Regions from separate parts of the Mus musculus genome. Here regions 2, 3, 4, 5, 6 and 7 are each linked to region 1. A link is a contact called in public HiChIP or PLAC-seq, capture Hi-C and promoter capture Hi-C data. All regions are on one chromosome and are shown on one strand. Each heading gives the region's core, a stretch centred on a gene start, on an enhancer-like site or on the middle of the called end of the contact. The rest is flanking DNA. Distances are from core to core; before and after follow the strand shown. Region 1 holds the start of Syne2 (spectrin repeat containing, nuclear envelope 2). Region 2 overlaps Tex21 (testis expressed gene 21). Region 3 holds the start of Esr2 (estrogen receptor 2 (beta)). Region 4 has its middle 20 kb from the start of Esr2. Region 5 overlaps Mthfd1 (methylenetetrahydrofolate dehydrogenase (NADP+ dependent), methenyltetrahydrofolate cyclohydrolase, formyltetrahydrofolate synthase). Region 6 holds the start of Akap5 (A kinase (PRKA) anchor protein 5). Region 7 holds the start of Rhoj (ras homolog family member J).

Region 1 (2,700 bases), core at 195-2,694:
TAGGACTCTGACAAGCAGATCACGCTGCAAACTATAAATACATATATATATTCTACAGCATATAATTCATATATAATATGTGATAAATAATATAATTCTATATATTTATTTTGAAATATATATATTTGAAAAAATATTTTTTGAGAAAGTCTTTTGTACCCCATCGTGGTCTCAGACTTGCTATGTGGCTGAGGCAAGCCTTGATTTCCCAATCCTCCTGTCCCCACCTCCTGAGTGTTGGATTACAAGTGGGCACCATCACTTCATGTTTATATGAAGTGCTGAGGATCAAAGCTAGGCAAGCAGGCTACCCACTGAACCACACCTCGAGCTCCGCCCACCAAGCCATTACGGGATGCATAGCAAATAGTCTAAGAACTTGGAAGGTCAGAGTGAACCTAGAATACAAGAAATGCCATGCAGATATAGTACGGCGAAAAAAGACAATAAAGCATGTATTTTCACAGTTTACTTGTGTCACCTCAATACTCGCAGAGAGGAGAGTGTGGATAGAATTAAAACCTACGTTTCCCGGAAACATGGATTAGCTGAACCCACTGTCGTCAAACTTTTAATCTTCGACCCTTACCATTTAATTTGGGCCATCAGTAGCGCACTAAGCAATCCAGATAAGATTCTGCAGCTACACAATATGCATGAGGCGGGACTTGCATGAAGTTAAATTTGATTGCGATAGAAACTCAGGCCACTGCCTCTTTGTGATTTAACAGTGAAGTGATGCGTTGGTGTCTGACTTCAAGAGTCTTAATACTATAACAGCGACTCGAAACGCGAGTGGGAGTCAGGTGATGTCATCCTGAGTTCACAGGATTGAGTAATTTGCTGGAAAATCCAACTGACACCTACAGGACAGATTCCCAGGGACCCACTTTCTCCTGAATGTCGTTGTTTGAGGCGGCTCTCCTCAGCCCATCCTGCAGGCTGGCACGCGCGGGGCGGGGGGGGGGGGGACAGGGAAATAGGGTGGGGGGTGTCACTTATCTGCATTGTTAAATAAGCACCTCCTTATCTTACCTCCGTAGGTGAGGTCGAGGTCTGGGCTTCCTGACACTCTTAAGAAGCCGATGAAAAGTCCATGTTTCTCTAAGGCTCCACCTGGGTTCAAGGACCGGATCGCGGTCGGCTCGCTGATTTGTAGATCTAGGCATCCACCCACCGTGAAGAAGTGAAACCCGCCTGAAAAGTGTTCTAGGAGAGTCGGCCTCCCCTTTGTCTCCAGCTGCGGGTAGGCACGGAGGCGGAGGCTCGTGAACCTGCGTTCGGAGTTAGTTCCTCACTCCCGCCACCTGCAAGGGTCTGTAAGGCGGAGGGAAAGTTGCGGTGGCCGCAGGGAGGCGGCTCCGCCCCCAGTGCGCTGCTCCGGGCGGCGGCGAGCGCGGGACTGGGCGGGCCGGGAGGGCGCGGGGCGTGGTCTGTAGCCTCCAGTCCAGAGCGGAGCGCGCTCGGCTGCGCCGCAAGCCTTCGGCCGCACGGAAGAGCGAGCGGGAGAGCGATCGAGGGGCGCCATCGAGGCAGCGAGGCGAGGGGGGCGCGGAGTAGGTCGGGTCGAACTCCGGCCCTCGCCTCCCGGCCGGGCAGACAACGGTGAGCGCAGCCGCGGGGGGCTCCGCGCCCTAAAGCGCCCTGCGAGAGCGGGAGGGCGGGGAAGAGGCGGGCACGAGCCCTGCGGAGTCCCCAGAGCCCAGCGGGGAGCCCGGGGGGCCCACGGGAGTCTCTGGATGCCCGGCTCCCAGCTGGGCCGTGGGAAACTTCACCCGGGAGGGGACAGCGGGGCGCGCGGGGCGCTGTAAACTTAGCGGCGGGCGGGGCACCCTGGGGATCGCGGCGAGCGCCAGCGATTGGCGTTGGTGTCCCGGGCTTCTTTGTGTCACCTCCGGGCCCGGCCCGCGGGTGCACCCAGCTCGGCCCCGGGACTCCCCACTGTCCCCCTATCCCGGTCCAGGCGGGCGCGCTCGGCTGATTGTTTGCATTCCTCGCGTCACGCCTGGGCGGGAAAGATTTCGAACCGGGTGTTAGAACACTGAAGCCGCGGCGCAGAGATTGCAAAACCACGGGCGGCGGGAGGCTAGCCCCGGGGACCGGAGAACCTGCAGCCGGGGCGCACACTGTGGACAGGACGCGGGACCCTTGCGTTGGAAGAGAAGAGGCGGGCGCGGCGGCCCTGAGTCTCGGCGGGCGGAGAGGGGGCGCTGGGACCGCGGGGATTATAATTCCATTTTGATCGCTTGCGGTCTTTGTTGTCTGTACAATTGCCTTTAGGGTCTGACGGTAGCACCTGGTCCTCCTTACGGTCTCTCTCTTGAGGTCTGAAAAGATGCCCAGTGTGGGAGGGGGCCCGTGGATTGCATCCAGGGCTGCTGGCCACAGGAGCCGCTGCCTGAGATGGAGGTGGAGAAGTCCAGTGTAACACTTGCCTTTGTGGACGCGCCTTATTTCCGAAAGTTGTTTTCCCCTCCCCTAGTGGAAGGGAGCGTCGGGACGGAGTGGCAGCAGGCGCGGTTGTGCACAGGCACCATGTAGTAGCTCGAGGCAAACCGGGGAGGCTCTCAGTAACCGTGGGACTTAACAAATGTTTGAAAAGTTTTATTTGAAGCAACTCCACCTGCTTCCCTAAAAGTTTCCATCCCCCAAAGCTCTTGCTGGAGGTAATTCTGTGGCTGAGCTCGAATGTTCGGGTGG
Region 2 (2,700 bases), core at 201-2,700, 400 kb after region 1:
TGTCTTGGAAAAATTACAAATGAAGCCAAAGAGCTTACTAGTTGGCTAATGTCAAAATCTACATATTAAACTAATAAAACTGGGGTTCTGAGAAGACTCACAGGGTAAAATGTGCAGGCATAAGGATCCAAGTGGCAATACTCATCTCTCATATGAAAAGCTCGTGTACATCTGCAAATCAGGTACTAGAGGCAGGCAGATCCCTAGACCCCACTGGTCAGGAACAAGCCCAGGTCCGCCTCTGACCCCCACATGCACTGGTACACATATGTATGCATATGCACATGTTTAGGTGCACTCCCACAAGCACATACATTTTTTAAAAAAATATTCAGCCAGACAATAGTGGTGTGTGTCCTCAATACCAGCAGAAGGAGCTCTGTGAGTCTGAGGCCAGCCTGGTCCACAGAGCAAGTTGCAGGACAGCCAGGGCTACCTAGAGAAACCCTGTCTTGAAAAAAAAAAAAAAAAAAAAACCAAAAAAACAGAGAGAGACAGACAGAGACAGAGAGGAAGAGAAGAAAAAAGAAAGGAACAAAAAAGGAAAAAGAAAAAGAGAATTAAATTGGAAAGGATAATTTTTCGGAGCACACTCACGCATTTCCACGACTGTTCATTTGCACCCATTTCCTGGATCCTCTCTTTCACCGCTTCCTCTGTGGCTAGTATAGGGCCGATGCTGTCACTCAGGAGAGTGGCCAACTGACCGAGGAAATCCTGGTGATGGGATTGCTCAGGTGTGGTTTCCCAGCCGCAGGAAAACGGAGCTCTGTCCAACTCAGACGTTAGCTTTTCTTGGTGGATCAAATCTTGCTGACATTTATCACCAGTAGTTTGCCCATCAATTGGTCCCTCAGAGTAAACAACACTGCCTCTCTTCAAATTGTAGACTTCATCATTGTCCTGAATGTACCAACACAAGGATTAAACTTCCCGCTTGAAACAATATGGAAAGATCTATGTCACTTCTTATGAACTGTGAACTCAGTATGAACTCACCACCTCAGGAGAAAGGGTCCTAACTTGAAACATTAGCATCTCATAAGAAACAAGGGCACTGACTTAAAACGGCAAGAAGGAGGAACCAAAACAGCCCTCGTGAGAGCAAACGCTACAGAACACTCAAGGAATTTTAAAAGTTATCATTGTATTTTATTATGTCTAATTATCTTTGTTATTGTCGTGAGGGAGGCGGCCTGTGCCACTGTAAACATATGGAGATCAGAGACAACCTGCAGGAATCTCTTCTCTCCTTTTATCAATCAGACTTCCACAAAATGTGCCTTTACCTGCTGAGCCTGCACACTGGCTCTTTGTGTGTGTGTGTGTGTGTGTTTTGATTTGGGTTTGGTTTTGGTTTTGTTTTTTAGCCGGGGTGGAGGGGAGTAAGGAGGGGTGAGAGAGGTGTTTGGTTTAGGTCCAATCAGAGGACTGAAGCACATATTTTACATATCAAAGCAGACCTGGACTCCAGGTTCTCCCAGCATCCCTCAGTCCCTATTTGGCATACCCTGCCCCCAATCTTGACTTTCCGGTCCAGGGGCTGGGCTACCCTTCCCCCAGAGACTCCTCTTCTCTCTCTGCGTGTATCCCCTTTTTTTCTCTCTCTCTCCCTCCCCACCCTTTTCCCCATGGTGACTTCCCTGGCCTGTGAACTCGGCTGCCTAAGAGCAGCTTCCCGATGAACCTGGCTTTAATCTAATCTAACTGGGCTTGAACTGGCTTATTTCACTGGTGGTGTTGAAATAATCTATCAAGAGGGTCTTGCTGTATAGTCCAAGCTAGAAATTCTTCCCTAGGGCTGGAATTACAGCCATATGCCACCATGCCCAGCTGGAAATGATTATTTTGTAATTCCTAATGAAATAACTGATTTGGGCAAGGATCATCAGTGAATATTGAAGCCATTAGGTAAAGAGCTGTCAAGGAAACATGTTTTCATGAAGACTTATACTCATGTAGGGCTGAAACTGTAGCTCAGTGGTAGTGTGGGTGCTTACCTAACCTTCTAGAGGCCCTAAATTCAACCCCTAATACTACAAGAAAGAAAGAATCAATGCTTAACAAATGTAACAACCTCAATAATATAAGCGAAAGAAGTCACATCTCTTCCTCTTGGCCTATTTCTGTTGCAAAGAGTCCAGCCCCAATGCCCAGATAATGGTTTTGGAATGTCTCTTAGGAGATAGAACAGGATAAGGTCACCAAGCCCGAAATCCCCCTAATGTGCTTTAAATTGAGCCTGTGAGCTCACTTGAGGGTCTCTCTATCTTGCTAATGGGAGACCCCAACATGCTGGACTTCTGCAGAATAAAACACCCTTTGTGTTTACACACTATTTGAGACTGGGGTATGTTTATGCAGATGTGCATGGCTGTGTGTGTGTGTGTGTGTGTGCCAGAAGGTGACAGGTGTGCTTCGCTAACACTCTCTGCTTTACTCCTTTGAGAAAGGATATACACTGAATCTGGGAGCCAGAAAACCACCAGACTTAGCCTTTTCTGTGCTGGGGATCTAGGCATGCCTGACCATGCCTGCTTGTTACACGGAAGTTAGGATCCCCACACTGGTCTCCTGCTTACACGGCAAGCTTTCTTAACTGCTGGACCATCTCTTTAGCCCTTGGGGATTTGTTGTTGTTGTTGTTGTTGTTGTTGTTTTTCCAAATAGGATCTCCCACATTAACTGAGCCACACAGGT
Region 3 (2,700 bases), core at 65-2,564, 360 kb after region 1:
CTAGTGGGGCAATTTCTTTAATACAGACCCTTGTGTTATGCTAACCTCCAACCATAAAATTGTTTTCATTGCTACTTTATAACTGTAATTTTGCTGTTGTTATGAATCATAATGTAAATGTTTTTGGAGATCGAGGGGAGGGGGGGGTGTCTCAAAGGGGTCGCGACCCACTGGTTGAGAACCCTTACAATCAGACTTGCTCTGGTAAGAAAATGAAGCTACTGATTACACTCTTCTTGTTGTCACTATATATCCTCTTTCTAATCTTTCCTTTCACTCTTTAAATAACATTTACACGGAGAGAGGAAATATCCACCATGAGCCGGATCATTATAGTAACAATGAAATTTCAAGTGATGCTTACAAAAACACTTGAAATAGAACAAGACATAAACATCTTTCCTCGAGGGTACTATGTGCCAAACACAAACCTGCCTTCTAAATCCTAAGTTAAATTGTCACGCTTGCTTTCTGAATAGCGCTCAAATTCATAGTTTTGTTTTATACACACACACACAGACACACACACACACACATACCAATATTCACTCTTTCCACTATGAAACTGTCACCACAGGTAATCAGGAAGAAGCAACAGTTAGATTCCTCTTCAGCATATAAGAGAAATCAGATTTAATCTTTCTCAGACTATCCAGGAAAGAAGTTAAACTCTATTTCTGACACGACTAAGGATTGCCAGTCGACAAGCCATGATCACCTGCCTAAGATAGGCATATCTTCCCTGGTCCACCACACTCAAGCAAGAAGCGTCATCATCGTATCCACTGCTAGGAAAACCACAGGAATTTTCTTCCTTTAAAATGAAATTATATTTATATAACTAAACCAAAAGTCAGTAAAAATTTCTGTTTCCGGTAGTGTTCAGAACAGTTGCATACATGCCCGTGCCCCAACCCTCCCCCCCCCTTTTTTTTTTGTTCTATACTCTGCCGGCTTCCCACAAAGTCAATTAAGCCTCACTATGAGCAAAGGGACACTTACCTAGCGGGTGGACATTCTCTCTTTTGCATTCTCTAAATGCAGACACGTACTTTCCTCGGTCCCTGAGCGGGACTCGCAGCCACTGGTTGTCGCTCAGCCTGCGGCGGCTGCCAGACTCTACTGCAGACCCGGATGCCAAGGGATGCCAGTGGCCGCACAAGCCGCTCCCTCCAGGCCAGCTCCCCACCTCCTCTACTCCCAGGAAGTTTCAAGAGGTGGTTGATGCTAGAAGCCTGGGAGAAGGCAGGGACCCGAGAGTGCCTTTCAAAAGGGCCAGCAGCTGGAGAAGCTGCAAAGACTGCCCACGACTAACGAACGAACGTTAGTGCGTCTTTCTTTTAAAGACCTGGAAAGAGTGTGGGAGGGTAGCTGAGAAGCCCACGTGACCACAAACCGGGAGCCAGAGATCTCAGGCACTCCCGCGCCGTGCAACCAGATCCACTGGATGTGGACCTCCAGCCACTTCACAGTCATCCTCTAGGGACACCCCGCTTCCAATAGACTGACGATGAAGGATCGAGATGGGGGCCCGGGAATGGGAATTTCTGACCAGATCCCCAGGGATTCTGGACTTAACCGCGTGCGTCCAGGGACCACACTTAATCCTGTTTCCATACTTTGACCTACGTGCGTGTCATTAAATGCTTAAGTTTGACAACTCTCCTTGAGAAGCATGGGCCAGGCCCCGGTTTCGGGTAATAGCACCGAAATTAGCAGTAATAACGAAGTAATGAAGGCAGATTCCTTTGCAGGGAGTGTTAGCTTGTGCTCCAGAAAGGCAAGGCAATGGGGCTGGAGGTGAAGGTTTGAACGCTCATCTATCAGCGGCTGGCGATGGAAGCCGGGAGAGAAAACGAGTTGTTTTTTGTTTTGTTTTGTTTTGTTTCGTTAAAAAAAAAAAAGAAAAGAAAAAGAAAAAGAAAAAGAAAAAGAAAAAGAAAAAGAAAAAGAAAAAGAAAAAGAAAAAGAAAAAAAGGCAATGGGTTAGGTCCAAGATCCCGCGAGCCTCCTGGAATTCACCTGGAGAAAATCTGCCTGCGCTTTTACAGGGGCGGAGAGGGTCTCTGGCGCCCCCTGATGGTAGATCTGATCCTCCCAGCTCAATCGCTTAGCCTGGAAGTGACCCTTCTACACAAAGGCTGAAACCATACCTTATAGTCTTTGAGGAAACAACTGGCTTTAAGGCAGCCTTTGGTGGCAAAAGTTAAAAGGAAAACAAATGACCTGTAGGCCAACCTGGTGTCACTGGTGTACCTAATTAATCGTCAAGCCATCCGCACACATCACGGGGATGTTTGTGAAGGATTTTAAAGATCTACTTTTTATCTTTTAAATTATGCACACATGGGTATGTACACAGGCGTGCAGATGTCTACGGAGACTATAGGTGCGGGATTCCCTCCTGCGTATGGGTGCTGGGAACAGAATTAGGCTTCTGTACAAGAGCAGCAAGCTATCTTAACAGCTGAGATGTCCCTTCAGACCCAGAATGTGATTCTTGGTGGACGGTACTCTAATAGAAGAAAACCGGGGGGGGGGGGGGGGGCGGGGGGGATTTGGAGGGAAACTTATACAATGTCAGCCTCAACATTTTGGGTGTAACCAAAACGCCTTCGGGGACCTTTCTGAGGCCCGGGTTTATGAGTGCCACAGGTAGGCACCGCAGACTACATATGTGGAGAAGCACGGTCTTTATAG
Region 4 (2,700 bases), core at 107-2,606, 380 kb after region 1:
ATCCAATACTCTCTTCTGATTTCCTTTGGCATTGCATGCACCTCATGCAAATGCATACACGCAGGCACCCACATATACACATAGAGTAAATAAATGACTTAAGATAAACACACGCACAGCTGGTGAGGTAGAGGTACACGGATCTCTGTGAGTTAGAGGCCAGTTGGTCTACATAGCCAATTCCCAGGCCATCCTAGGCTACATACTAGATGGCTCAGAGGTTGTGAGCACTGGCTGCTCCTGCAGAAGACAAGGGTTCAGTTCCCAGCACCCACATAGCAGTTCCCAGCTGCTTGTAAGTCCAGGTCCAGGGGACTCAACACTTTCTGGCCTCCACAGGCACCAGGCACACAACACGGAACACTCACAAATATATAGACACTCACATATACACGTAAAATAAAAATAAGAATTTTTTAAAAGTAATAAGCTGCGCATGGTGGCACAGCCTGTAATGCCAGCCCTTGGAAGGAAAACAATCTCTGTGAGTTTAAAGCCAGCTTGCAGAGCTGAGTACACGTACAGCTTAGGGGAACCTTGCACACGGAGCACATGCAGAGTTGTAGCCAGCACTGCAAGGTTCTGGAAAACTTCCCAGCATTTAGAGTCAGACCCCAGTCTGGCTGATCTGAGAGAAAATGCGAAGCCGCCAGGAGCCAAGACAGGGAAATCACCTGCCTGCTGCGACAGAGACCAACAGGCACGCAACTCTGCCCCGCCCAACACCCCGCCCGGGCAGCGCCCTGACACCACCCCCACACCCTGATTGGCTGGAATCCAGGCACGTTTTGTTGCCAGGTCTTCGATGGACACAAGAGCAGTCCGCCTGCGCAGGCTCAAGTCGGGTAAAACTGGCTTTGCCGCACTGTTGGGATCTTCAGGACCTCAAGTTTTGTAGCAACCCGAAAGCAAATTCTGAGCAGGAAGGTGGCCTTAGCCTAGATGGCCATTTGAGTTTTCTGACCCGCAGGCAAGGACATTGGGTAGGGTCCCTCCATGTGGAAGGGAACACTTAGAGTTGAAGGCCAGCGGACAGTGAAGGAGGAGAATTTTGGGAAACCCCTGGCTGTAAAACCTAACGACTCCTACGATGACCGCCAAAGAACAGAAGCAGAATACAATGTCTCAGGGCTGTGCCTTCTAGCTCAGGTGCTTCTGGTACCACAAGATCCTGTAATTACAGAAAGTGTTTTGTCAGAGTAATTGAAGCTGCCCACAACCCCATCATTAGAACTCAGAGATCCAAGTCACATTTATTATCTTGAGATAATGTTAAGATTCTAAGCAGCTCCAGCCTTGAAGCAAGCTGTTCGTTCAGCAATGATCCAGAGCTTTTTGTACCTCTGTCTCCCTCTGCTGTTTGATTCGGGACACTGCAGTCCTCTGTGATTCTTTTATTCGCGAGGAAGGGCTGACTGTGGAAAGACCTAAGGCTTCTGTGCTTTGGAGCCAGCTTTCTGTCTTTTGTTTGGGTTGTAGCTGGCAGCATGTGTACTGATCTCAGGCAGCCTGCAGCGCAAGCAGTCAGGAGACCTGGTCTGGCTGTCCTGTGTCCTGTGTAGACAAGGAGGATGTGGGGAAGCGAACACAGAAAGGCTCCTTTGGGCATAGATACCCACATCAGCTCACTGTCTCTGCAAAACAAAACAAAACAAAACAAAACAAAACAAAACAAAACAAAACAAAACAAAAACAAAAAACAAAAAAACTACCGTACAGGCAGTTGCACTCCAGGGTCCCCTGTCCATCTCTAGGCTGAGTGAATCCGACCCTGGCGCTGCCCAAGTCCCAGCTCTGGGCTGGGGTGCTGCCCCTGGCTGTAGCTGTCTGCCTGGGGCTTGAGGACGGAGCCTCTCTGGAGCTCTCTGTAGTCGCCTCATACAGAGTCAACAATCCACACACTGCTGCAGCCTTAGATGGATGCCCCAGCCATTTATTCGGGGGTGGGGGTCGGGGCAATGGACTTTTCTCTCAGGTTAGTCAGTAAATGCTGCATAAGACGATATGCAGTGAGCTTTCATAATTACACTAAAGAAAGATATAGGCTTGGGACAACTTTGTGTTCAAGGAAACCTTCAGTTCCAAGGATGAAGCCACAGGTGTGCACACGATAAGGCAAGCCCATGTAAAACCTGTTGTTGGAACTTAGAATGAGCTTAGAGAAGGAAACACTGCTTTGAACTTGTTCTTCATACCTTTCTGAAACTCCCTTTTTATGGAACATTTTATCTATAAAGTAATTCTTTCTTACATAGAGAACTTTTTGTCTAAAACGCTATAAAAAGGCTGATAGCAATAAAGAAAGGTGGTGTAGCTGTTTTCCACTTCACCCAAAGTGTGTGTGTGTGTGTGTGTGTGTGTGTGTGTGTGTTCTCTGTGTGAGTGACTTCTTTCCCTTTTCTCTTTTCTTTCCTTTCCTTTCCTTTCCTTTCCTTTCCTTTCCTTTCCTTTCCTTTCCTTTTTTCTTTTTTCTTTTCTTTTCTTTCTGGTTCAAAAAGTGTTAACGAGCTCTGAGCCTCTCAGAGGCTTCTAGCTGACTTGCCCGAGAAAGGAGCAGCAGCAAGAAATCCTTTTTGTAATTTCCCGGTGTTTATTTAAGCATTAAGAGTCAAGTTTGTTTGTTTGTTTGTTTTGGGGTTTTTTTTTTGGTTTTGTTTTTTGGTTTTTTGGTTTGTTTGTTTTTTTGTTTTTGTTTTTGTT
Region 5 (2,700 bases), core at 102-2,601, 460 kb after region 1:
TAAGAGATAGCAGAACCAAGATTTGAACCCAGGGTTGTGTATATTCAAAGCAATTTATTTTGGGGGTGGGACTCCTAAATGCCAATGAGAATTCTGCCAGTACAAAGTGAGTAATGTTGTGGGTTCCTGCCCCTGGAACCAGCCCCAAGTCAACTGTGGTTCCAACACTAGACAGATGGCTGGAGTGGATCTTGTGAACATTCACCCCACATTACTTCAGTACATAGCTAGTACCTTTGTATTTTAGTTTCCTTATAAATACTTTTAGCAGAGTTTATTTTTTGCACAGAAACGAGTCCTGTTAGAAAGAAGCAGGTCAGAAGTTTCAAGGGAGGCATTTGGCCAGAGTTAGTAATGAAAGTTGTCTGTGGTTGGCCAGCAAAGGCCAAGCCAGAAGCCTTGACCCAGCTGTGATAGTTCAGAACTACAATTTATATTCTTCAGTGTGTTTAGCCAATATTTATTACAGCTTTATAGGAAAGAGTCCCATGAGCTATTACACCCGTGACTTCCTGGTGTCCCACAAGCTACTGTTGCCTTAAGGTAGCTTCAAATCTTTGCTGAGTCTTAATTAGTAAAGTTGTCATTGGTCAATTGATTGGGTGATTTGCAGTGCTGAGAATGAAAGCCAGGGGCTCCAGCATGCTTGTCAGTTGTTCTGTAGTTGACCTATCCATTCAACCCAGCAATGGACTTGTCAATTCGTTCAAACTTCAAGGACTTCAATTCTAGTGTAGTCATGGTGTTAGCATTCTCTAAGTGCTGGTCTTCTGATGAAGTTGGTTCTTTTTCAAAGTGTGGTTTAAATCCCAAGCAAGGGTTCATAGCTTTTCAGCCTTGCCAGGGTAGAGTGGCCAGGCAGAGTATTTCGGAGCACTCTGCTCCTTTCTGTCTGGGCGGCCCATTTCAGGCCCCTCCTGGTAACGGGGTAACCCTGTGCAGCTTTCTCCCTGTTCTCTTCTCATGTTAGACAGACGGTCATAGCTGCATCTCACAGGCCAGAGGGCGAGGGAGAGACTTGTCACCTCTGTAGGATTCAGGTTTCAGTTCTAAAAAGCACCTCAAGGCCTGCCTGTGCTCTAGAGAGGATGTTCAGGGCAATCCAGGCCAGCTAGTGTCTCAAAAGAAGCACAAGCCTGGGGCAGTTCCATGGAAGAGCCCAGGCATAGCGTGTGTGAGTGAGGCCTTGAGTTTGGTCTTCAGCACTGGGGTGGGGGGATGTTGGCAAAGTGCCAGGAGTGCAGGTGCTGAGTCAGCGAAAGGCTTTCCAGCCACTTGCAGTTCCTATTATCTCTCCCCGGGAGATAACCCTGTGTTCAGGCCCTAAGCCAGACAGAACTTTGGATGAGAAACTGTATGAATAAACTCACTGAATCTGGGGAGTCGTACTGATACTAATCTGATTCTCTCCTTTGCCCTGACCCTGTTCCAGATGCCGTAGTTTTCATGACTGTTTTGCCCGCGTAGTTTAGTCTGATAGCTACTTCCATATGGCTGTTAGCTGTGTGTTGAGGTTTCTTTTTTGAGTGTAGGATTTCTTCCCACTCCCTCATGACTCAATGAACAGATCTTGGCCTAAGCGGAACCCCAAGCCCTACTGTAGGAAGGACAGTGGGCAGGTCCCAGGCTGAAGCTGGAGCTGAGGCTGTGCTTGGCGTAGGAGCGTTCTTAGGAAGATTTCTGTCGGATGCAGACGATCTGCTTCTGTGCACTTTTGCTGTTTTCCATCTGGGTGGTGTGTGAACGAGGGCAGCTGCTTCTCCATCTCTAATGTGTGCTGGCTTCTCTTCCAGGGGTGCAGATTGCCGGAAGGCACGCGGTGGTGGTTGGTCGAAGTAAGATAGTTGGTGCACCCATGCATGACCTCCTTCTGTGGAACAATGCCACGGTGACCACCTGCCACTCCAAGACTGCCAATCTGGACAAGGAGGTAGGCAATCCAGGGTAGCGTAGACGTCCAGCCTGTGTGCACGCGTGGGGACATTAGCTCTCTAACCCCAGTAACTGTGCTGTGCTTCATGTCTCATTGTCCAAGAGGAAGGGACAAATTCAAATCACAAGCTTGCCAGCATTGATCCAGATCTTTCTGACATTCTGACCATGCACTTTCTACACCAGCATGCCCTGTGACAGACAGGGTTTAGCAGTGGAATTATGCCATTTACAGGTCTCCCGGGCAGGTTGTTGGCCTTGGATGGAGGTACTCCAGACGAGGTTGAACAGTGGGCATCTCTCGCTGTCCTTTGTTTTATTATTGTTAGACTGGGGTTGAACTCCTTAGAATAGGCAGAATTTTACCACTGAGCTACATTCTTAGCTTCAGCAGCTTATTCTTGATCCTTACGTTGGATCCCTGAGTCCAAAATGTCACATGGCTGTGTCCTGCGGGCAGAGAACAAGATGGAGGCCTGGTACCCCCTCTTTAATATTCTCAAACTGTCCTGGGTTGATGGTGGGAGCAAGTGCCTTCCATAAACGAGGGTTCCATCACTAGGAATGTTGTCCTAAGTTTGGCTCCAAATCTGTGCTCTCTTCACCCTCACTGGTTCTCATTGCCTTTCCTGTTAGGGAAAATACCTAGAGAAGGGGGCTTCTGGCATGTGTAGGATTGAGTATGGCATGGGATTGGGCCAGCAGAAACTCTGGTTTGCATTTGAGGCCTTACCCAGTATCCCTGAAAGTGTTACTGATAATTAAAGA
Region 6 (2,700 bases), core at 29-2,528, 510 kb after region 1:
TGACAGGTGAGCACAGAACATGGCCCATGTGACATCTCATATCAGAACCGCGGCTGGATTACTGTTTCCTTTAGGACATCCCTTGGGGTCTGCTTACCTTGTTCCTCTCAAGTGGGGACGGAGATGAGGGTGCTCACTATTCCAGCCCCATTTGGAGCAAAGGGTATTTGCCTGGTGTGCACAGAGCCTGAGGTTTGGACATGGTGAAACAAGCCTGTCAGAGTGTGTGTGTGACTTACAGGGTCTCAGCTTGAAAACATCCCAAAGCCACAGGCCCTGAGCTGGGGAGGCCACACCTTTGTGTGCACAGAGCCATATTTGTGCTGGTTCCCACCTGAGCTGACACCTTCCTGTTCCAGAGTGAGGACTGTACCAGTACCAGGTTGAGGTTCTGTTTAGTGAGTTTATTTCTGTTTCTCACCATATATATATAATTTTCTCCATAGCCAGGTGCAGCTTCTGAGGTGGAGGTGGGTGAATCTCAGTGAGTTCAATACCAGGCTGGTTCACAATGAGTTTCAGGTCGGTCGTACAGAGCTACACAAATAAAATGTCTGCCAGTGGATGGTGGCACAGGCCTTTAATCCCAGTACTCTGGAGGCAGAGACAGGTGGATCCCTGTGAGTTTAAGGCCAGCCTGGTCTACAGAGTGAGTCCCAGGACAAGCAAGGCTACACAGACAAACCCTGTCTCGACAAAATAAATAAAATAAAATCCTCCCCCGGCCCCTTATTGTCTCTGTACTGTTATGAATCTTGCTTTTTAATTTTGTTTTTGCAAAAGATCCAGCTAGGGCTGGTTACAGGTGGTTGTGAGCCGCCTAATGTGGGTGTATGGGGATCGATCTTAAACCCCCTGGAAGAGAAATACGTGCTGTTCACCGCTGAGCCATCTTTCCCATCAATCTTTATCTGTAGATATGCTTTCTACCTTGTCTTTAATGTTCCAGGGGGGATTCACGGTGGGAGCCTTATAAATTCAAACAAGGTTTTTACGGATGTGCGTCTCAGGAAATGAGGGGTTTCTACCCTCTTGCAGTCCTCCTGCTTTGCTTTAGTGGTCCCTCCACCCTGGTCCTGATGTCTTTATGCAGCGGTGATGCGTCCGGGGCGGGAGCACGGAGGTCTCTCCCAGGCCGCTGGGCAGTCGGCTGGCAGGTGGCTGGCTGAGTTCACCCCGCCCCCGGCCCTAGCCCCGCCCCACTGCTCCACGCGCATTGGCGCGACCAGCTGTCTCTCTCCGCGCTGGGGAGGGGGCGCGCGGCTGCGGTCCCTCTGCAGAGGGCTGCGCGCTCCGCGGTCTCCGGGGCTCTCCGTTGTTTGGGCCCGTGCTCCTCGACCTCGGGAGCAGAGCTGGCCAGAGACCGCGACGATCTGGGTAAGTAGAGGCAAGACTAGAGGCTCTGGGTCAGAATCTGGTGCACTGAGCCCTGGTAACGGCGGCAGACCCCGGGTCCTGGTCACCAGATTGTGAGGGACACGACTGCAAGGTCGCCGATCCTCAGACGGCTCCAGGTGGGTGACCCTGGGCTGTTCTGCCGCCCGCTCGCTTCGCACGAGTTGCAGCTGCTGCTTTGGCACCGGCTGCCTACCTAACCCTTTTCCTTTAGGGGTTTTCTGGGGAACTGTGATTTTCGGCTCCGGGCTATGATAGTTCTGCAGATAGCTTGAAGCTGGGCTATCTATTCCACGCCCCCGGTATTTTCCTTTCTGAGCACTTTATCCTGAGCTCTGTCTCCTGCCATAGGGGCGTCAAGCTTGGAGAATCCTTCCTCCAGGAGGAAGCTTCGCGGTTCGTGTCTAGTGCTGGGAAGGGTTCCTTGCTCTGTTCAGATAGTGGTTGCTCTCTGTTGCTCAAGGGGAGAAGGGTGGTGGTTGTTTTCTGTGGTCTTGGACAGGAGATTCTGCCAGGAAAGGACAGCAGGGACTTTAAGGTTTCCAAGACAATAATGGTCCTCTCGAAGGTAAAGGTGAATCATTTGCAGTCTTAACACTCTGCAAAGTTTTAATGCCTGCAGGCTGCATCCTTTCCCTGCCTCGCCTACACTTGTTGGGGTGTTGATCTCTACAGTGATGTACATTAAAAGAAACCTCTCGTGCAACCATCTAGGCCATTTAGGTTAGTTTCAGAGACTTTCCGGAATATAATCTCATTTGAATATTTCTTCTATTAATACACACACTTAGAAGGAATGATCTCTAGAGCGCTGGAGGCTCAGGGAAAGAAGACGTGGAAGCCATTAAGACTGGGTTCTAGTTCTAGTGCTAGGGTGTGTGAGGAGAGACTGCAAATGTTATACTGGTCCCATCATTCTAGAATTTTATGTTTCTTTGTAGAAAGATGAAGCTTTCAATACTTACCCTTAAAAAAACAAAAGAAAAGCCTTAGCTCTTAAAACGGTTTTTCAGGGTTCCAGTTCTACAGAGAATTGGGAACTGGTACCCAAGTGAAAGCTCTGTGAAGAATATGCATGAAAGGCTCCCCTGCGCCTAACTCAGGGCTCAGCACCTAAAATGCACGGAGCTGTTGTTAGCTAGTCATTCCAGGTCCTCATTCCTTAAGCCTTGCCATTCTGTGGACTATTACTTTTTTTGGTGGCACTGGGGCTCAAACCCAGAATCTTGTGGCACGTTAGGCCAATGTTCTGTCACTAAGCTATGTGTCAGTTTAGTTTTACATGTTTTTCTGAGACAGGGTCTC
Region 7 (2,700 bases), core at 140-2,639, 510 kb before region 1:
GAAGGAAACGGAGGGTGCAGAGGAGAAGGAGGGGAGGAGAAGGGGAGGAGAAAAAGGAGGAGGAAAGGAAGGAAGGAGGAAAAGAAGAGGGAAGAGGAAAAGGAGGAGGAAGAAGAAGAAAGAAAGAGAGAGAGAGAGAGAGAGAGAAAGAAAGAAAGAAAGAACGAAAGGAAGGAAGGAAGGAAGGAAGGAAGGAAGGAAGGAAGGAAGGAAGGAAGGAAGAAAGAGAAAGTTATTTCGAATTCTGAACTTTGGGGATTATTGTTATGGTAACATAACATCCCTGATACACTCTATACCTAATTGAAATGTTTTTCTTTCATAGGAAAGAAATGTTGGGGCACCAAGCATCATGGCAAGTTTTACTCTATTCAAAACAGAAGAGGTGTGGACTCTGTACCTTGACAGCATGCACATGAGTTGTAGGTACCTAAGTTACTGACAGTCACTAAAGCTGACTTTTCCCCGTCCCGGCCACAGTGAAACCGCTCAAAGCCCTTAGATAATCTGCAATCTTCAAAATCTCATAGGAAAGCAAAGGGTTTTTTTTACTTTAACCCATTCGTCAAAATCATTTGTAGGTTCACGTTGTCCATTATCAAATGGGGCTTCGTTCTCAGGCACCAAACTGGCTGCTATGCGCCTGTGTCATTGAGGAGAGCTGGGCCTACCCAGGGGGAGATGATTCGAAGAAAAGGAGAAGCCTCTATGCATACACAGCATTAGAGACTCTAACCAAGCCAAAAGGCCACACTATGTGCCTCTCTCTCTCACTTCCAAAAGTGTGAGTCCTGAGCTCAGCATATCTGATTGAGCCCAATATCTGATTGATTTCCTCTGTTTAAAAAAAAATCATTGGGGTTGTTTTGGGGAGTCTGAAATGTATATTTGAGCATTGTGCTCAAACACAGACTTGTAAACTTGGTCACTCATAATATACCTACAACCTGCACAACGTTCCCCCCTCTTCAAAATCGTGTGACTCTGGAAGATTTCCTTCCTTGTTGCGGAAAAGAATTGCTTGAGATTCTCGTTTAAGGGAAAAAAAAACTGTCGATTTGAACTGGTGAGTCAGGGAGGGAGGATGACGTCATATGTTAGCCTGCAATCCCTATGAGGTCCTCTCAGCTCCCTCAAGCTCTCAAACTCAGTCCTCTCCCTAGTTTCCGCGGCAGACACTGCTCCCCGGGTTCCATCCTTTCTTCTTTGGCTTCTTCCCAGCCACAAGCCAGCAGCCTGGCTAGCTAGCAGGGGATAAAGCAGGAAGTTTGACAGCTTAAGCTGGCTGCAGGACCCCTAGTGTTTTCCCCTCTCCGTGTCCTGGCCTGGTTCCCCAGAAGTCCAAACACACGCACAGAGCCCCATTGTTGCCGCCTTCCCCGGCCCACTGATCCTAATATGGAATGCAGCAGGAAACCCACGATTTCCTGACACTCGGCAAGCTGGAGGAAGCGAGGGGGGGGAAACTCCGTTTAAAAGCCCTTCTCTCCTCCATATTAGTTGTGTGGTGGAAAACCGGGCAGGAGTTATCCAAATCCCACCGTGTCATTAGCCAGGCTGGGGATGGGGAGGGTAGAGTGAGATTCTCACGGGCTGCTGATATTTCTAGACTGCCAGGAAGTCCCGGGAAGTCTATGGACATGAGAGTTTCTTAACTCCAGCTCTACCCCCAACTCCACTTCTCCGTTGGGATTGGGAGAAAGGGACAGACCCTTTTCATCCCTCCTCCCAAGAGTGCCTTCCTTCTCCAGCATGGTGAGCTGCGGGGCTCGAGTGTGTCTGGGCTGTGCCTGGGAGAGCCCGGCCAGCCAGAGTCAGGCCGCCTGAGCTCCAGCCTGGGGCCGGTGCCACCGCTCCATGCACTGCAGAAGCCCCAGCAGCTGCTGCGGGAGCCGCCAACATGAGCTGCAGAGAGAGGACCGACAGCAGCTGCGGCTGCAATGGACATGAGGAGAACAGGATCCTGAAGTGCGTGGTGGTCGGGGACGGCGCGGTGGGGAAGACCTGCTTGCTGATGAGCTACGCCAACGACGCCTTCCCAGAGGAATACGTGCCCACTGTGTTTGACCACTACGCAGGTAGGAAAGCGTGGGGACCAACTCCGTCTAGATGAGCGGTGGGGTTCTGGGCACAGCTACCTAGCGTTCAGAGGGACCTGGCTTTCGCCAGAAAGTCACAGACTGATGTGGATCTGGCAGGTACCAGGTAACTCCATCAAGAATGGTGCTAGGATCCTGCGGAGACCCTGTACATCCATTCACATGCTTCTCCTATTGAAACAAATGTGCAATCCTGGGGAAATATCCTCCAGAAATGTTTCTCAACATTTTTGCCTAAACTTTCTTCAACTTTTCACGGTAATTATTTTTTTTTGAAGTGTAGTGTATTGCAAAATATTCCATTTTAAAAAAATCACCGCTAGACACATGGAAAGTGTTCTACTCTCTAAACTTTTTCTACTCCATGCTAGTCATGATCAAACGGCTAATAGAACCAGCTAATAAAACCTTCTTTTTTTTTTTTCCTGGATTACTTGGGGCTTAAATTTTGTACTTTCACTCTTCTGGGATGGTAGATAAGGAGAAAAGTGTCCCACGCTTTTAAATACTAAGTGGAAAATTAAGTAAAAGATGGCTATGTTTTTTAAAGTAAAAAATTCAAATGCAATTAAATCGTTTTCAACTATGTCCTGAAAAGACA

The links. Promoter capture Hi-C pulls out the DNA fragments that hold promoters and counts their contacts. HiChIP or PLAC-seq counts read pairs in DNA pulled down with a chosen protein or histone mark. Capture Hi-C pulls out chosen DNA fragments and counts their contacts.
Region 2: a contact with region 1 is called in an RNA polymerase II HiChIP or PLAC-seq map of embryonic stem cells, with 10 read pairs. The contact joins the enhancer-like site here to the promoter of Syne2 in region 1. A contact is called at or near these places in 1 of 484 Hi-C or Micro-C datasets (embryonic stem cells) and 8 of 115 datasets of contacts at active chromatin or transcription factors (embryonic forebrain, embryonic midbrain, embryonic stem cells and 3 more).
Region 3: a contact with region 1 is called in a promoter capture Hi-C map of the HPC-7 cell line. The contact joins the promoter of Esr2 here to the promoter of Syne2 in region 1. A contact is called at or near these places in 18 of 39 promoter capture datasets (the C10 cell line, the HPC-7 cell line, HPC-7-derived erythroid cells and 11 more), 7 of 484 Hi-C or Micro-C datasets (the 3T3-L1 cell line, bone marrow-derived macrophages, differentiating embryonic stem cells and 4 more), 16 of 115 datasets of contacts at active chromatin or transcription factors (astrocytes, bone marrow-derived macrophages, craniofacial prominence and 8 more) and 3 of 9 other capture datasets (adipose tissue, embryonic stem cells and liver).
Region 4: an H3K4me3 HiChIP or PLAC-seq map of embryonic stem cells shows a contact between it and region 1, with 6 times the contacts expected there. The contact joins the enhancer-like site here to the promoter of Syne2 in region 1. A contact is called at or near these places in 6 of 39 promoter capture datasets (cranial neural crest, embryonic stem cells, hematopoietic stem and progenitor cells and 3 more), 1 of 484 Hi-C or Micro-C datasets (uterus), 23 of 115 datasets of contacts at active chromatin or transcription factors (astrocytes, craniofacial prominence, embryonic basal ganglia and 13 more) and 3 of 9 other capture datasets (embryonic stem cells, liver and pancreatic islet).
Region 5: a promoter capture Hi-C map of liver shows a contact between it and region 1, with 2.6 times the contacts expected there. The contact joins the enhancer-like site here to the promoter of Syne2 in region 1. A contact is called at or near these places in 3 of 39 promoter capture datasets (cranial neural crest, embryonic stem cells and liver), 1 of 484 Hi-C or Micro-C datasets (embryonic stem cells) and 3 of 115 datasets of contacts at active chromatin or transcription factors (bone marrow-derived macrophages, embryonic forebrain and pro-B cells).
Region 6: a capture Hi-C map of embryonic stem cells shows a contact between it and region 1, with 3 times the contacts expected there. The contact joins the promoter of Akap5 here to the promoter of Syne2 in region 1. A contact is called at or near these places in 6 of 39 promoter capture datasets (cranial neural crest, embryonic stem cells, liver and 1 more), 1 of 484 Hi-C or Micro-C datasets (pre-B cells), 5 of 115 datasets of contacts at active chromatin or transcription factors (bone marrow-derived macrophages, embryonic forebrain, large pre-B cells and 2 more) and 1 of 9 other capture datasets (embryonic stem cells).
Region 7: a promoter capture Hi-C map of cranial neural crest shows a contact between it and region 1. The contact joins the promoter of Rhoj here to the promoter of Syne2 in region 1.

What each region holds. Positions count from the first base shown.
Region 1 is chr12:75,816,874-75,819,573 of GRCm38.p6, forward strand. Syne2 (spectrin repeat containing, nuclear envelope 2) reads left to right here and starts at 1,445. Exons shown (of 116, transcript NM_001005510.2): 1 at 1,445-1,605. It overlaps Gm40447 (collagen alpha-1(II) chain-like), which reads right to left. Exons shown (of 7, transcript XM_011244246.1): 1 at 2,624-2,700; 2 at 1,036-2,478. The coding sequence ends at 1,210.
Region 2 is chr12:76,213,816-76,216,515 of GRCm38.p6, forward strand. Tex21 (testis expressed gene 21) reads right to left here. Exons shown (of 10, transcript NM_019784.5): 6 at 598-903. Among named protein-coding and RNA genes, the nearest start is that of Tex21, 32 kb to the right of the region's middle. Within about 2 kb of position 1,451, at least 23 of the 459 cell types and tissues checked have an H3K27ac peak or open chromatin away from gene starts, as enhancers often do. A contact at or near this core is called in embryonic stem cells, where this site is marked.
Region 3 is chr12:76,175,945-76,178,644 of GRCm38.p6, forward strand. Esr2 (estrogen receptor 2 (beta)) reads right to left here and starts at 1,315. Exons shown (of 10, transcript NM_207707.1): 1 at 1,003-1,315.
Region 4 is chr12:76,195,450-76,198,149 of GRCm38.p6, forward strand. No RefSeq gene overlaps it. Among named protein-coding and RNA genes, the nearest start is that of Esr2, 20 kb to the left of the region's middle. Within about 2 kb of position 1,357, at least 232 of the 459 cell types and tissues checked have an H3K27ac peak or open chromatin away from gene starts, as enhancers often do. A contact at or near this core is called in craniofacial prominence, embryonic basal ganglia, embryonic limb bud and 8 more, where this site is marked.
Region 5 is chr12:76,281,095-76,283,794 of GRCm38.p6, forward strand. Mthfd1 (methylenetetrahydrofolate dehydrogenase (NADP+ dependent), methenyltetrahydrofolate cyclohydrolase, formyltetrahydrofolate synthase) reads left to right here. Exons shown (of 28, transcript NM_138745.2): 7 at 1,794-1,930. Among named protein-coding and RNA genes, the nearest start is that of Gm40444, 6.5 kb to the left of the region's middle. Within about 2 kb of position 1,352, at least 17 of the 459 cell types and tissues checked have an H3K27ac peak or open chromatin away from gene starts, as enhancers often do. A contact at or near this core is called in liver, where this site is marked.
Region 6 is chr12:76,323,613-76,326,312 of GRCm38.p6, forward strand. Akap5 (A kinase (PRKA) anchor protein 5) reads left to right here and starts at 1,279. Exons shown (of 2, transcript NM_001101471.1): 1 at 1,279-1,377.
Region 7 is chr12:75,306,924-75,309,623 of GRCm38.p6, forward strand. Rhoj (ras homolog family member J) reads left to right here and starts at 1,390. Exons shown (of 5, transcript NM_023275.2): 1 at 1,390-2,078. The coding sequence starts at 1,901.